2 separate regions of the Drosophila melanogaster genome follow, and region 1 is linked to region 2. A link is a contact called in public HiChIP or PLAC-seq data. All regions are on one chromosome and are shown on one strand. Each heading gives the region's core, a stretch centred on a gene start, on an enhancer-like site or on the middle of the called end of the contact. The rest is flanking DNA. Distances are from core to core; before and after follow the strand shown.

Evidence for each region. HiChIP or PLAC-seq counts read pairs in DNA pulled down with a chosen protein or histone mark.
Region 1: an H3K27ac HiChIP or PLAC-seq map of the Kc167 cell line shows a contact between it and region 2, with 2.7 times the contacts expected there. The contact joins the promoter of SH3PX1 here to the promoter of Cpsf5 in region 2. A contact is called at or near these places in 2 of 107 Hi-C or Micro-C datasets (the Clone 8 cell line and the ML-DmBG3-c2 cell line) and 1 of 6 datasets of contacts at active chromatin or transcription factors (the Kc167 cell line).

Annotation. Positions count from the first base shown.
Region 1 is chr3L:9,708,234-9,715,388 of dm6, forward strand. SH3PX1 (SH3 and PX domain containing 1) reads right to left here and starts at 5,594. Exons shown (of 3, transcript NM_140091.4): 1 at 4,700-5,594; 2 at 3,267-3,919; 3 at 2,189-2,786. The coding sequence starts at 5,452. The coding sequence ends at 2,495. vsg (visgun) reads left to right here and starts at 6,091. Exons shown (of 3, transcript NM_168364.2): 1 at 6,091-6,166; 2 at 6,273-6,390. The coding sequence starts at 6,318. CG16711 reads left to right here. Exons shown (of 2, transcript NM_168361.2): 1 at 1-235; 2 at 305-2,096. The coding sequence ends at 368.
Region 2 is chr3L:9,405,391-9,412,926 of dm6, forward strand. It overlaps Cpsf5 (Cleavage and polyadenylation specific factor 5), which reads left to right and starts at 5,648. Exons shown (of 5, transcript NM_001043132.3): 1 at 5,648-6,031; 2 at 6,089-6,353; 3 at 6,427-6,592. The coding sequence starts at 5,886. It overlaps CG4022, which reads right to left and starts at 5,442. Exons shown (of 4, transcript NM_001259768.2): 1 at 5,251-5,442; 2 at 4,130-5,016; 3 at 3,873-4,042; 4 at 789-3,801. The coding sequence starts at 4,576. The coding sequence ends at 2,823. Cpr67B (Cuticular protein 67B) reads left to right here. Exons shown (of 2, transcript NM_140049.3): 2 at 1-784. The coding sequence ends at 649.

The sequences.
Region 1 (7,155 bases), core at 4,344-6,843, 300 kb after region 2:
GTGACGCAGGTACGGGACGCACACTACGCTCCAGTAAAGCCTGCGTCACCTATAATCCCCTCGAGCAGGCCAAGCAGCAAATGCACCCAGCCGCCGCCGCACAGCAGCAGCGCAAGCGGGGCAATATGCTCGCCCAGGACGTGCAGCAGCAACAGCACCAGCAAAATCTTGCAGATGCGGCGGCAGCAGCCGGCATGGATGCCAACTCGGCACTGTGGCATCCTCTCTTCGGAAGGTGAGTGATGTTCCTAACCTAATCATCTTTCCCATCTGTTCAAATTAATCCACATCCGTTCCCTTTCAGCAATCCCAAACAAGGCTACAATAGTCCATGGCAGTGGACCACGGTGACGGCATCAGGTGAATGACAGTCAAGCCGGGCTCAAAAGGAGCCAGCACCTGGATCGGGAACAAGGACGGCCAGCTATGAGGAGCAGCATCAGCAGCAGGACTACAGCAACTATCACGCCTCGGCCAAGCAACAGCAGCAACAGCAACCACAACTTCCAGCAGCCAACAATCAAAACCACAGCAACAATAGTAGCAATAAATTTTGTTATCCAACGGCAGCGGCCATGGAGAATATGTTCCAGAACAATCAGATGGCGGCCGCTGCCGCCGCACGCGAATCCCTGCTGAATTCATATCTTTATCAAAAGGATAGCGATGCCGGCAATTATATGGCGGAGCAGAGCTACTGGCAACAGCACCAGCAACATCACCACCAACAGCAGCAGCAGCAGCAGCATCAACAACAACAGCAGCAGCAACATCAACAGCAGCAACATCAGCAGCAGCAGCAACACCAACAACAGCAACACCAACAGCAGCAACAGCAACAGAAGCAGCTCCAGCAGCAGCAGCAGCAGCATCAATGGAGCGCCAACAACGGCAGCAGCAACCAAAGGAGCAACAATTATGCCAACAACTATGCGGCGGCAGCCGCTGCCTCCATGTACATGCAACACTTCAATCCCTACATGCAACAGAAGGCGGCGCTGCTGGCGGAGAAGGCTGCCCAAGCGGCGGCGGCGGCTGCAGCGGTCCAGAGCAGTAACGGTAGCAATAAGCACGGACGCTTCGGCGGTGACTACGGCTAGGAGTCGTCCGGTGGGTTCACGGTTCAGCTAACCGAAGCGCAAGACACTTTAGCGCATAAACATAAACATATAGGCATATGTAACACTTGCGTGTAATAATAACTATATATTTAGAGGCATCGTATAGGCCGTTTTACCGCCAGGAATTGGTAAAGGATAAACCATGATTTTCCTTTAGTTTAATACACAGGAACAGCAACAACAAGGTAACCGGAACGCAAACAACAATAATTTATAAACAACAAACAAGGTGGTAAACACAAGCAGAGAGCAGTAAACATAAAAAAAAACTTAAATTGAATTAGTAAAAATTTGTTATTGGTAGTTTGTTAACAAAAAAGAAAAACACAAAAAATATGAAAAGAAAACAAAGAGGAAAAAACAAAAAAAAAACACGACAAGTAAACAAAAAATAATGTAGAGCGCGAAAGCGGAAGGCAAAAGCAAAAAAAAACCTAATTATTGTATTATTGTTAACCAAAATCTATTATTATTATTATTATCTCAAGCTGCGTTATATTATTATTATTATTATTAACTCGTGTGTCTGTATATAGCGTTTTTATCTAGATGTATTACACTTAGTGATCCCCCCACAACCCGATTCCCATCCCTGGAAACCCACATCCGACTATCCTCCAAAAATGCCAGGACAATCCTTGGACCCTTCACCTTCACCTATGACCTCGCCAAAAATCAAACGAAAACAAAGCGCAGCGCTAAAAGGCAAACAACCGATTTTGTATCCATTCCGAAATGTGTTTCTTTTTGTTTTTACTAGTTATTACGCTGATTATTTATGAAATCATCATCCCTAACATGTGCAATCTAACACTTATGTTCTAGATACAAAAAAAAAAAACAAAAAAACCAAACAAACACAAGAATCACAAAACTTATTAACGCGAAAATGGCAAAGCAAAAGCATGAACATGAAAATGGAAAAATAAAGAGAACCCTTTTAGAGAATTTCGCTGATAAAGGCAACAGAATAGCAAATCGCCACCGAGACTTTTAATTCAGCGGGTTTGGTTGGATCATCCAAATATGATGATTATGATGCAGATGATGCACTTGCACAAGTGGTTCTGTATAAATATAGTTATATTTGCATCTCAAGTTCAGTGTATAATAGGCATATAAAAGTTAATTTCTGTATAAATACGCAACTTTTCACTTACAAACAACATTATGTAATATTTTTTCTGTTTAACATTTAGTTAGAACCACGCTTAAAGTAAGAGTTCCTTTCGAAGGCATTTGAAATGCGCGCGTGCGAATGTTTTCAGCTATGTATCTCTGTGTGGAAGTGTGTGCCCGGTGCGGTTTCTTTGTGCTCCCAGCCGTCGATCTCTTCAGCGATGAGTCGTCGTCGCCATGGGCCAAGGGCCAATCTACTCAATCTGACGGCTGGCCTCCTGCAGGCGCGCCACCACGCCCTGGTAAAACTTAATCTGTTCGGCAATGAAATTCTTAAGCGTATGCTTCAAATGCGTATCCCGCTCGCTCTTGAAGTGGGTCAGCTCGGCCAGCACCGTGTAGGAGACGACATCTGTGCGCCGGTTAACGTCGTGCAACTGGGGATTATTCATCCTGCCCTCGCCGGCCAATTTCTCGCAGTCCTTTCGCTTCTGTATGGCACCCTTGTGCGTGGAGAAGATGTCCGGAAAGCAGTTGAGAACGCCCCTATTTGGAAAAGTGAAAGTAAGAATTAGATAATGCTTCTAGATCGTTCTATAAACAAATAGCGACGGAAAGTTACCACATTCTCTAGAAGTTATATATATATTATACATATGTATATCTATGTATATATTTCTTGTTAAACTAAAGGTCAGTCAGCGTAAGAACCACAATAATCTAAAATAAACTATTGGCCAACAATCGATTTTTCTCGCGAAACTATACATTGATTCATTGCTTAAAAGTAAACAATTTGAGTTCTTTATAAATAAACTTGATACCTTAAAAACAATTTACAAGAAAGTAATCTATCGAAAATTTTTAATTGTGAGTAATTCAGCCATATATGTATGTGCCTATTGTAACTTCTAGTATAGAAATGACACATGTCGTGGAATTCCCATTTTCAGTCAGCTAATCAATTACTGATGAATGAAACGAAATGTGCTATGCTTCCCATCACTTATAGAGACGTCAACCCACCTGTAGATGTGAAGTCGATCCGAGAGGGGAATCCAATCATGCTTTGGCTGGTCGCCAAAGGCCTGTCCAATACCGATAAAGATGCCACCGATGCGGCCGACGCTCTCGGAGAGCGGAACCGCGTTTCGGGTGGGCGCACGCCGCTCATCGATGGCCAATGCCTTGGCCAGGTCGGAGAGTCCGTCGCCAATGCGCTGGAACTCCTTTTTACTCTGCGACATGGAGCGCTTGGCCATGTCGTTGGATATATTGTTCAGGTTGCGTACTGCCACGTCCATGCTGTGTATGAACTGGGTGCCCAGCTCCACCTGTGCGTCCACCTTAGAGTGCAGCAGGTTCTTGTCCGGCGGCGAGATGGCCAGGCAGTAGTTGACGCCCATGTAGGGATCCCGTTCCGCCTTGCGTTTGCCCGACTTCCAGATCTTCTCGTCGCGGCAAGTGAGGAAATGGTACCAGACCTCGCATTTGGAGATCACCGGATGGCGGCACACCCAGTCGACGAACTCCTGCAGCTGCACACGTCGATGCTCCACGAATTGCTCCTCATAGCGGCCGGAGATCTGCTTGTCCGGCAGCGGTGGCACCGGAATCAGGCAAAACTTGTCCACCAAACGTTCGTGCAGCCAGTCGAAGTGCTTGTAGCGACGTGACACCTAACGAAAGGGAAACCCAGATTAGATATGACCAATTAATTGTGATTGGGTCACGCAAAGAGGAGCCCGGAGCTCGGGGGGTCAGAGCTCGTTGCTGAGTCATTCCCCGTGGCGGTTCGCAAGCACAAGCAATCATCGCAGTGCCGCTGGCTACCAGTTGGTCAGAATTGCCCCCACAAAGAAGAATTTTAAGTGCTTTTACGACTCTGTAATGCTCTACCTATTTGTATGTGTATTTTAATGGACTGAAAGAACTTTACAAAGAGCTTTGATTTCAGTTCGAAAGTAATGTCGAGCATTTATGCTTCTCATTATTGTAATGAATAAAGTTGATCGAAATTATCAAAATACTATTTAAGTAGCTAATAAGAAATGAACTATAGCTTTGAATAGTATTAAAACTTTAACAAATAAAAAGATAAATTTAGCCAATTTTCAGAGTCTTAATAAAACAAACCAATTAAAGAAATGGATATGATCTCCATTTAAATTTTCTCAGCAAAAAAGGGTCACTTTTAAGGTCAACTCAGTTGGAAAATGTTGGCCGGCAATTAGTGCGGAGTTTCGATAAACAAAGGATTGGTCTTTCTTTATTCCATTCCATCTGCTCGTGAGCACATGAACCAGCCCAAATTACCCTTGGCAGAGGGTAGCGAACACAGCACAGACACATATTATCAACAAAATATTGCACCCGTAGTTACACACTCATGCGCCAACGGTCGGAGCTTTATCGTATTGTGTTGTTAATCACGGCGATATCAGGGTTGGCCAACTTACGGATATGTTGTTGAAGCTAGGCGTCAGTTGGTAGGCAATGAACGTCTTCATCCCCTTGAATTTGGACTCCTTTTTGGGACTGGCCACCACAACGGAGTAGGGCGAATGGTTCTGCGTCCACTGGTAGATCGAGTCCTCCACCTGTGTAATGTAGGCCATCTCGCATTCGGGTATCTTCTCCTTGGTGCTGGACAAGCCGAGTATATATGAATCGGAACTTTTGGCGAACATGCCCTTTTTGACGGTGCCAGCAGCACCAGTCCCACCAGCCACGGAGGCCAGTGATTGGGTATCATCGTTGGGCGCGATGGGCAGGTGTTTGTTATCGTAGTCACTGGTGGAATGCGACAATCCGCCAGCGCGAGCCGACTGTCCCGCAGACTTCTGGCCACCTGGACCAATTTCCGAGTACGTGTCATTGTCGTCGCTCCAATCGTCCTCATCATCCCAGTTGCTGCCATCATCATCCGCCGTCTGATCGTAACGCGGCAAAGGGGGCGAGGCGAAGGGATCCGGAACCTGTGGCACCGACGTCGCTCCACTGGCGCTCAGCTTCTGGGCTTCGGCCGCCGACATCACCTCCACGTACGCAGCCGGGAAGAGGCCAATCTGGCCACGGGCATTCTTGCCCTCCCACCAGCCTTCACCCACATCGCTCCGGGTCACCGAGAGCACGTCGCCAGTCGCGATGGAGAGCTCCGAGGAGCCCGGCTCCCCGGTAAAGTCGTACATGGCACGCACGTACGAGGTCATCTTGGTGCTCTCCTGGTCGTTCCTTTACGCTAATTCGAGTCCTGTCTTCACAGGGGCCATAAACAGACAAGAAATATCTACTAATTCTGAATCACCAAGTGTGAAGTGTTACCGTTTCTTGGATTACGGAATTAAACTGACACTGACGTCTTCTTCGCTCTGCAGCAACAAGATATAATGATGATACAGCAATTTTATTAGGGGTATTCCCCCAACACACCTGAATTCTACACTTGGAACAGAGGCACTCTCTAATTTGATAAATAATTATAAAAACTTCATATTTATACTGTACTACTACTATATACTCACTAAAATAAAATAATATAAATGGTACATTTAAGTCGATCAAATTAAATTAATGAGTTATTGCGTTATCAAGAAAGATTTAGCTGTGAAAAATTACTTATGTTTATATAGATTTAACCTACAAATATTTCAAATAAATTGCTAGGTGGGTATACAATTTTATAGTAATAAATCAAGTAAAATATAAGGACAAATTTATGATCATAATTTTATATTGCACCAAATGCGAGGCGTTTCAACTACATTACGGTCTCCCCCTACTGATAAGCGCCGAGTGCCAGGGCTGCAGAGCACGGCTCAGCTGTCGATGTATCGGGATGCATCGAAGTATCGAGTTGGCATAAAAGAATCTGGTCTTCGTGTCGTGTTATTCATTCCTTAATTGCGCCTTGCTTTAATTTGTGGGTGAGCGAAATCGGAGCTCGGCGACATCGCCAGTTGTGCAATACTGACTCCAGCGGTATCTGTTAATCCCCAACCACTTCGCAAACGTATTTTCTTTGCCTTGCAGATTTGCTGACTTTGTCGTTCGAGTACTCAGCGTTTAACGACCACAATGAATCGGCAGGCGAAATTCCTAATCTTGTGCCTCTTTGTGGGCCTCTTCTCCGCGAATTTGTGCGAAGAAGGTGAGTCTTTGATCAAATTACACCGAATTAAAATCGAATTGAAGACACGCCGAACACTCATTTCTCAATTATGCACTCGGACACACACACACACACGCTTGCATGTGCATGCGTACGTGTGCGCAAACCCCTCGCGTGTGTGCGCCGTGCGGGCATGTGGGTGTGTGTGTGCATGAATGTGCGTGTGTGTGGATGTGGGGGTTTTTTAAATGCCAATTCCTATATTGAATATCAATTCTCCGGCCATTTTCTCTTACTCCGACTTTGGGGGAATGTTCTCCGCATAAGAACTGCAAATCTACAGCTTTCCAAAAGAAACTTGGAATTTACGAAAGTCCGTAAATTGTCACATTACCATACGTTAATATTTGTGGACATTTGGTAAATATGTATTTACCGAGCTGTAACCATATTTTGTTCGCAAGCATTTATTTAAATCGTCACGTCCTAATTACCATACGAAAATATTTGTACATATTTTAGGATTTAAAGAGATTTTGACCATATTTTGTTGACAAACAATTTAATGTTTACTTTTTCAGCTTTCTTAAATTTCCATTCCTTAAATTCCATTATTGCATACAAATAAATATCACCTAAATGCTGCCTATTTTGAATATAGTAATCTTTATTTTCCGAACCAAATCAATTTGTTTTGTTACGTTTTTCTATTTTGTTTGACAATTTTGACATCATTTACATGTGCAATGGAACTATTTTTATTTTCAATTCTTACAAAACATGTGTATTCGTTGTGCTTTTTGA
Region 2 (7,536 bases), core at 4,398-6,897:
CGAGTATGCCCCGAAAACCGGTGAGAATCCCCTGCCCGAGGCGCGCAACGAGAAGGGAGAGTTCGTCTACATGGGTCGTGTGATCGAGCATCCCGAGGAGTATGTGGAGGAGCACTACGATGCCCATCAGTATCATGGTCAGGATGGTTTGGGTCAATTTGCCTATGGCTATAGGGATTGGAACCAGGGCAAGAACGAGAAGCGCGATGAGACGGGCAAAGTGACCGGATCGTACAAGTATGTCCAACCACATGGCCGTGACTTTGTGGCCAACTATTATGCTGATAAGACCGGTTTCCATGTGGAGGACAATCGTCCGGCACACCTTAAACTGCCGGCCACTAAGACTCCGGCTGTCCTCAAGGCCGAGGAGGAGCACTTCAAGCTGTGGGGTGAGCTGGCCGCCGCCGCTGGCCACAATCCCGATCCTTATGCCGCCGAGTACCAGCAGGAGGGTCGCTACCAGCCCACTGAGCCCGAGTACCAGCCCTACGTGCACGAGGAGCCGCCATATGTGCCCGGACCCGAGGAGACCGGCGAGCCCAAGGGCTTCTTCTACGCCTTCGACTACAATGTCCCCCTGTTGCGCAACAAGGAGGAGCGTGCCGAGCTCGAACGCCTGCGTGCCATCAACAACAAGGATGAGTAAGATTCAGATATTGATCTAGATCCTTATGGATTTGGTGGATCCATCGCATCGCCTTGTATAGGTCGTTCTGTAGAAAGTAGCTAAGACATTTTCACATATTTATTGAAATCCTTCGCAAAATAAATAGCAAACTTTAAATACACTTTTGTCAAATACGATCTTTTATTATTACATACATATACATATAAAAATGTGTGTTTTTCTGTTTTGTTGGCTTTTCATCCGCTAGTGTGTGCTTTTTGTTTGTTGTAGACATTTTTCCGGGCTGCTCCGGAAAACTCTAGATATTTCCAAGGAAACATTATTGCATCTCTCTGAGTTCGTGAGTTTTCCAGATTTCCACCCTTTTGCTGTTACTAGCCACACACGCATTTTTATCATTATAATTTTCTTGTCGTGTCACTCTCTTTTCAAGTAAAATTATTGCTTTTTGCTCTTCGCTTAGAAGACTTGGGTCTTAAACTAATTTAATTTGTAATTGTAGTGTTATGTTTGTTGCTTTTTTGTTGTTGTTGTTGTTGTTGGGTTCGTGCTATAATTTAATACTAATTTTACACGAGCATTTCTCATTTACAACCAGTTAAAAACTAGTATATATACTTTAGGGTTTTCGGTACTCGTTTCAACTCACAATTAAGGAAACTCTGGGCTTAATCTTAATACCAATTGGATGAAATCAATTTTGATTAATTCACATACACGCTTCCTGTATGGCACCTATATAAAAAAATATAATGAACTAAAAACAAAAAGAAAAGTTCTTTTTGTTAGGATTCTCCGCTTACATGCGGTTTTTTCCAGCAAACAAAATTATATTTTATTCGGTATACGTTGTGTGTGTGTTTTCGAGTTCTTCAATTAAATTCTTCGATGTGGAAACAAAATTAGATTTTCGATGGAATCACAATTGAAATTTCGTTTTTTTCTTTTATGGAAATCTGTAGCTAACTTTATATACAAAGTCATTACATGTATATACTTTTCATATGGCAGCTTTGTTCAGTCCGATATTGCAGTTGAAACTATTTGTTTTACCATTTTTCACTGGTGTTTCCCGAATATTTATTCGATTTCTAGTGGTTTTTTACTCTCTATAATATATGATTCGTGAATGGTTTCGTTTGAAGTTGAGGGATTGGGATTGGAATTGGGTTAGCACAAACAATAAACACAGTAAAAGTTAAAAATTCCAACAGTAGTATTACACAATTACAACACAACAAGCACGAACGGAAAATAAATAGAATGAAATGTAGTTTCCCCGTTTCGGTATCCAAAAGGGGAAACTAAAAGTTAAACTTTAAAATATAAATCATAATAGCGACATTGCGGATCTGTATACTGTTTTCGCATTCGGCTATACTAAGGTACATAAGTTAGTCGTGGCACTAAAGAGCCGGCTTTAAAACTCCCTCCGCTGTTTTCACTGCCCCTCAACTTCAAAGCGTGGAGATCAATCGATCCAGGGTTAGGGTTCTTGGATCTGCGAAGTTTCTTAATACTTTTGCACGGATATGGATATGGATATGGATGGATGGATGGATGGATGGATGGATGGATGGATGAATCGATGGGCAAATGCCTGGTGGGTGTATGGTTCACGATGAGATGATGTGACAATTTGGGAATGGAGCTAGTAGTTAGTCTGGTAAGTTCATTTGGCGCATGAGTTTCATTCGACGATTATGTTTTTAAATACATTTATTCTCGTGTTTATCAACTGGTTCTTGCTAGGTTCTTGTCGCTCTCTCGGGCTTGTTGTATATAAGGCAAACTGTATGCGAATCATACATATATTGAACTATGTAAATACGTTTATCATTCTGTCAGTTAAATGCCGGGGAAGATCCTGGGAGAAGCGCTGTCGTCTATAAATGTCTATGAGCTGGAGCATGGCACAACTGTTAGTTCATCTAGTCCTGGTTCTGAGTGGCTATCCAAAAAATTGACCAACGGTGTAAAAACGGGTGTGTGAATGCTTGTATATATATCTGTATATATAAATCTTGTATATGCTACACGACTCTATCCACGACTCTAAGCCCTAAGTGCTGACACAGTGACACTGTTCACTGGTAGAGTGCCGCCTCCTCTGGCTCTCTATCGTCCTAACTTCCCACTTACCTACGAGATTTTATTTATTTTTTTTTTGTGTGTAAATTCAGGATTATCTCTACTTGGCCGCCGCTGCCGCTGCTGTGGCATTGGCCGGCGAAACTTTCAGCTTGATGAACATGCTATTGTCGCCATTGGTGCCGCTGTTCAAGTCCAGCTTCTGCACCTCGCACTCCAGATTGTTGATGCAGTTCTTCTCGTACTGCGTTGTTCCGTTGTCCGAGGCGGCGGCTTTTTCTGTCGGCTGTTCACTGGGCGCCACCTTCTTCTCTTTGCTCTTTTTCAGCGCATTCAGCAGGGTCTTCTCTTTGCTCTTGCCCTCCTTGTGACTATTGTCCTTGTCCTTGTGCTTGTTGTTCTTGAAGCGCGGGAAGATGCAGCCGTTGGGCAGGAAGCCGCCCAGTTTCTCCTTCTTTGCGGGAGCAGCAGGTGGAGGAGTTGCTGTAACGACGGGAGCAACAACGGGAGTTGGAGTTGGACTGGGCGATGATGTGGCTGTGGCTGTTACTGTGGGTGTTGCGTGGCTGGGTGTGGGAGTGCTAGCACCATTTGTGGCTGCCGGTGGTGCAACCTTTACTTCTGGTTCGTTCTCCACTGCCACCGGCTGATTGTCCAGCACAGTTGTTGATCCATTCAGCGAGCTGCCTGCATCCGTTTGATCCACGCAAGCATCCTCCGAAACTGGCGATTGCTCCTGCTGCTCACCCTGCTCGCTGGCCACTTTGTTGTCCAGCTGCTGGGCAAACACGGCCAGGGTGATGCCATTGCCATTGCCATTTCCCTGCTCTACCAGCAGCGGCTCAGACAAGTGAGCCGGCGGCGAGCTGGCCTCGTTCACTGCAGCACCAGCACTAGCTGCCCGCGATGCATCCGGCGATTTGGGAAACATCTGTTGCGTGGTGATGTTCTGGTAGTGCTGCTGCTGGCGCTGCTGCATCATCTGCTCCTCCCTCTCGCGATCGCGCTGCGCCTGAACGGCATTCCAGACATCCTTCAGCTCGCCGGAGATATCGCGATCCTTGAGTATTACGGCGTTTCTGGAGATGTATTACATATATTTTTATTCTTGTTTTTAATCGGGCAGTAAACTAATAGTGTTATTATATACCTGACTAATTTCACGCCTGGATTCATAGCCTCCACAAAGTCGCACATCAGCTCCACCATAGCTCGTCGCTCCTCAGGATCTTTGCTGTGACGTCCGGAGTCTTTGAGCACCTCCGGATTGGCCATTACGGCAAAGACAATGGGAGGACTGCGTGGGCTGCCAGGCGGTACCTTAATGAATAAGAACATTAACATAAATAACTAATAAAGGAAACACCGACGTGAATGTTTGAGGACACTTAATCTAAGGAATCTTACCCGCATGCCTCCGTAAAGGGGAATGGGATCGCTGGGCTCCTGCGGTATCACAATGCGCGTCCAGCTGAGGACATTGATGAAGAGCTCCTCGCCCGCCTCCGTGGTGGTGCGGATGCACATGTGGGGCTGTGGCGGATTCTTGAAGTGGCGATAGGCCCGCGAATGTCGGTAGCTGTGCGGCGGCGGTGAGGAGTTCATCAGACTGAGGCCGAGTCCTGTGATGCCATTGTTGCTATTGCCCTCGAGTTCCTGCTGCTGCTGCGGATCCTGGTGCATCTGAAGCTGGGTTTCCGTATCTAAATTATTGTTGTAGCTATTTGTTGTGGTTGCATTTGCATTGATGGCAGTGTTTGTATTTATCTCCTCGCTTTGTGATTGATTTTGTTGTTGTTGCTGGGATTGTTGCTCCTGGGCTGAAGCCTCCGCCTCGAGTTCGGCCGCAGACATGGTTTTGGATTTTATATAACTATTCGGCAGTCTTTAGTTTAATCAGTTTCAATAAGATATCCTTTTGTTTCTCATTCGTTCACTGGGATACGTTTGAATTCGCCATGCGGCGAGTGTGTCGTGCGGCGAATTCGTTAGCCGTGTTTTTCGTCCTCTTTGTTCTACCACGCACTCACACCAAAACACCAGCTCTCTCGCTCTCGCTTACAGGTCGCCTTCATACAACATTATTATTGCTCCTTGGATCCTGGCTGCGTGCCTAACCTGTGACCTTTGGCGTAATTAATGGACTTGCCTGCATATTAGGGCCTACGGCGTATTATACCCCACACAGTTGACACTAATATCCTCCAGAAATTCAAAGTCTTTTTATCTGGCACGCACACGAATGCAAAACACCCTTCTGCCTTCCTACACACGCACAAGTGGGAGTTGGTTGACTACGGGGGAGGTGGGTGAAGAAGAGAAGAGAAGACAAGGTGAAAACATGAAAATGGAAAAGTTCAAAGCGTTTGCGGTGCCACACTTACACATTTCACTGATTTTCATTTATAATAATCACTTTTCCATTGCACCATGCACACAAAAACACACACAAACAAACGGGCGCAGTTACATACTTATGTATATATGTATATATACACACACGATGCGTTTTCCTGACTCGCACTCACATAATTTCCCATTAGAATGGGCAAACAATGCAGGCAGCGGAACGTGTGTGCTGCGCTGATTTTTATATTTAGCTTTTTAGCAGCTTTTCATGGCAGACGGACACACGGAAAACAGCCGATTTTTCCGACAACCCAACATAAACAAAAAACTAATGGGTCAGTGTGGCCAGATGGGGTTGCTGCGCAATTTCAGAGCGTTGCCATTAGACAAGAAACACCAGGGCTGTCGTTACATATGTAAACAAACAATAATTTAAAACTGCATTTAAAAATAAAACAAAAAATTGAATAAATCTTTAATAAATATTAAGCAAAAGGTCATTACAAGTTTATTTCACACAAAGTACGAAATCGATTAATTCCATAATCTAGTTCAACGAACCAGTTCTGCTCATCATCAATCAATTCACGTGCAGCCCTCGTCCAGCCGGTTAATTTTTTTGCACAAGCGCTGGACAGAAAAGTGTAATTAAGCGGCTTAAAACGGGTTTACATTTATAGTATAACTTGTAAATAAACAGTTAAGGATTATAATATTATTGGAATACAAGTTTCCAACGCACAACCAAAGGATTTGGTAGAAAGTCGGCCAGCTTGTCCCGCAAATTTTCCCACAGGGGTGTGTGTATAACAAAATGGCGTCCTCGCAAGTCTCAAACAAATCGGGCTCCGGTTGGCCGCGCCGCGGAAGCCAAGGCCAAGCGGATGCAGCCAGCAGCAATAACAACGGTACCCAGAAGTACACCAACCAGGCGCTAACCATCAATCGCACCATCAACTTGTGGGTACAACACATTTCATTCATAGACGCACATCATAGATCGATCGATTGTTTCAGATACCCCCTTACGAACTACACATTCGGCACCAAGGAGCCGCTCTTTGAGAAGGATCCGTCGGTGCCATCCCGATTCCAGCGGATGCGCGAGGAATTCGACCGGATCGGAATGCGGCGCTCCGTCGAGGGAGTGCTTCTGGTCCACGAGCACGGACTGCCACATGTCTTGCTCCTGCAGCTGGGCACCACGTTCTTCAAATTGCCCGGTGGCGAGCTAAACGCCGGCGAGGATGAGGTCGAGGGCCTCAAGAGATTGCTATCCGAGGTAAGTCAAACGTGGCGCCATAGTTAAATATTGTTATTTGATCTTAACTATCACTACTTTTATTATTTCGTAGACGCTGGGTCGTCAGGACGGCGTAAAGCAGGAGTGGATTGTTGAGGACACGATTGGGAACTGGTGGCGGCCGAACTTTGAGCCACCGCAATATCCATACATTCCGCCGCACATCACCAAGCCCAAGGAGCACAAGCGGCTTTTCCTCGTCCAGCTACATGAAAAGGGTAAATATCCGCAGGGCGTTTTGTAAGTCCCTACGCGTAGGTATAACGAGCACACCGTGTATCCAGAATATCCATCTCTCCATGTACTTTATATAACCTATAGATTGTTTTTGTTTGCCAAAAACCGAATACGCTAACAAACCTCATGTCATATCTTTTCAATGCTGTTTAGATACGGACGGGAACGCCAGTTACGATGTACCCTGAGCAGTTCCATTAGCGCCGTGTGTGTCGTATCTACCCAACTCTAATCTCAAGAGTGCAATGCCATAGAACAACAAATCGAGCAAACAGAACAGATCAAACAGAAAAGAAACAAACAGATCGCAAAAGCTGGCGCAGGCGACTCCTTAGTTAGTTTTGATTCTAGTCCAATTGTACAACATGTCGAAAATCAAATTCAAATTGTATTTTTGCTCAGGACTGAGTGTTGGCATATTTTGTTATTTCCCGATTTTTATCATTCGAAATTCAAAGATTGTTCTTGTACTTAATTTTGTAAATATGTCGACATACTTGTGAGACTGAGCGCAGCAATGTTATCCTTCTATTTACATATTTTATTTATTTCCTAGCTTCTATTCTTACTTTTGTGAAGTGTCATGTGTCGTTCATCTTAAGGTTGTTGTGTATTTATCGAAAGCAATCCAATCCATCGGGCAGGCAGCAGAAGAGCATTGTAACGTTGCTGGCTGTCGCAGTCATGTGCCCAAATCTCGCGTGTTTTGCAGATTTGCACGCATGCTGGGCAGTCAGGTCGCAAGTCGCTCCTTAAATTAAGCACTCGTTTATGTAAACACAAGCAAATACTGTTTATACCTTTTTTGGCCCTTACGCATTCGCTGTGCGCTGAAATGAACTGATGTTGTCCACCAGCTGAAGCATTTCAGCGCACAATTCGAACCGCACTTATCATGTATAATGTTGCTCTAAATTGAAATTAT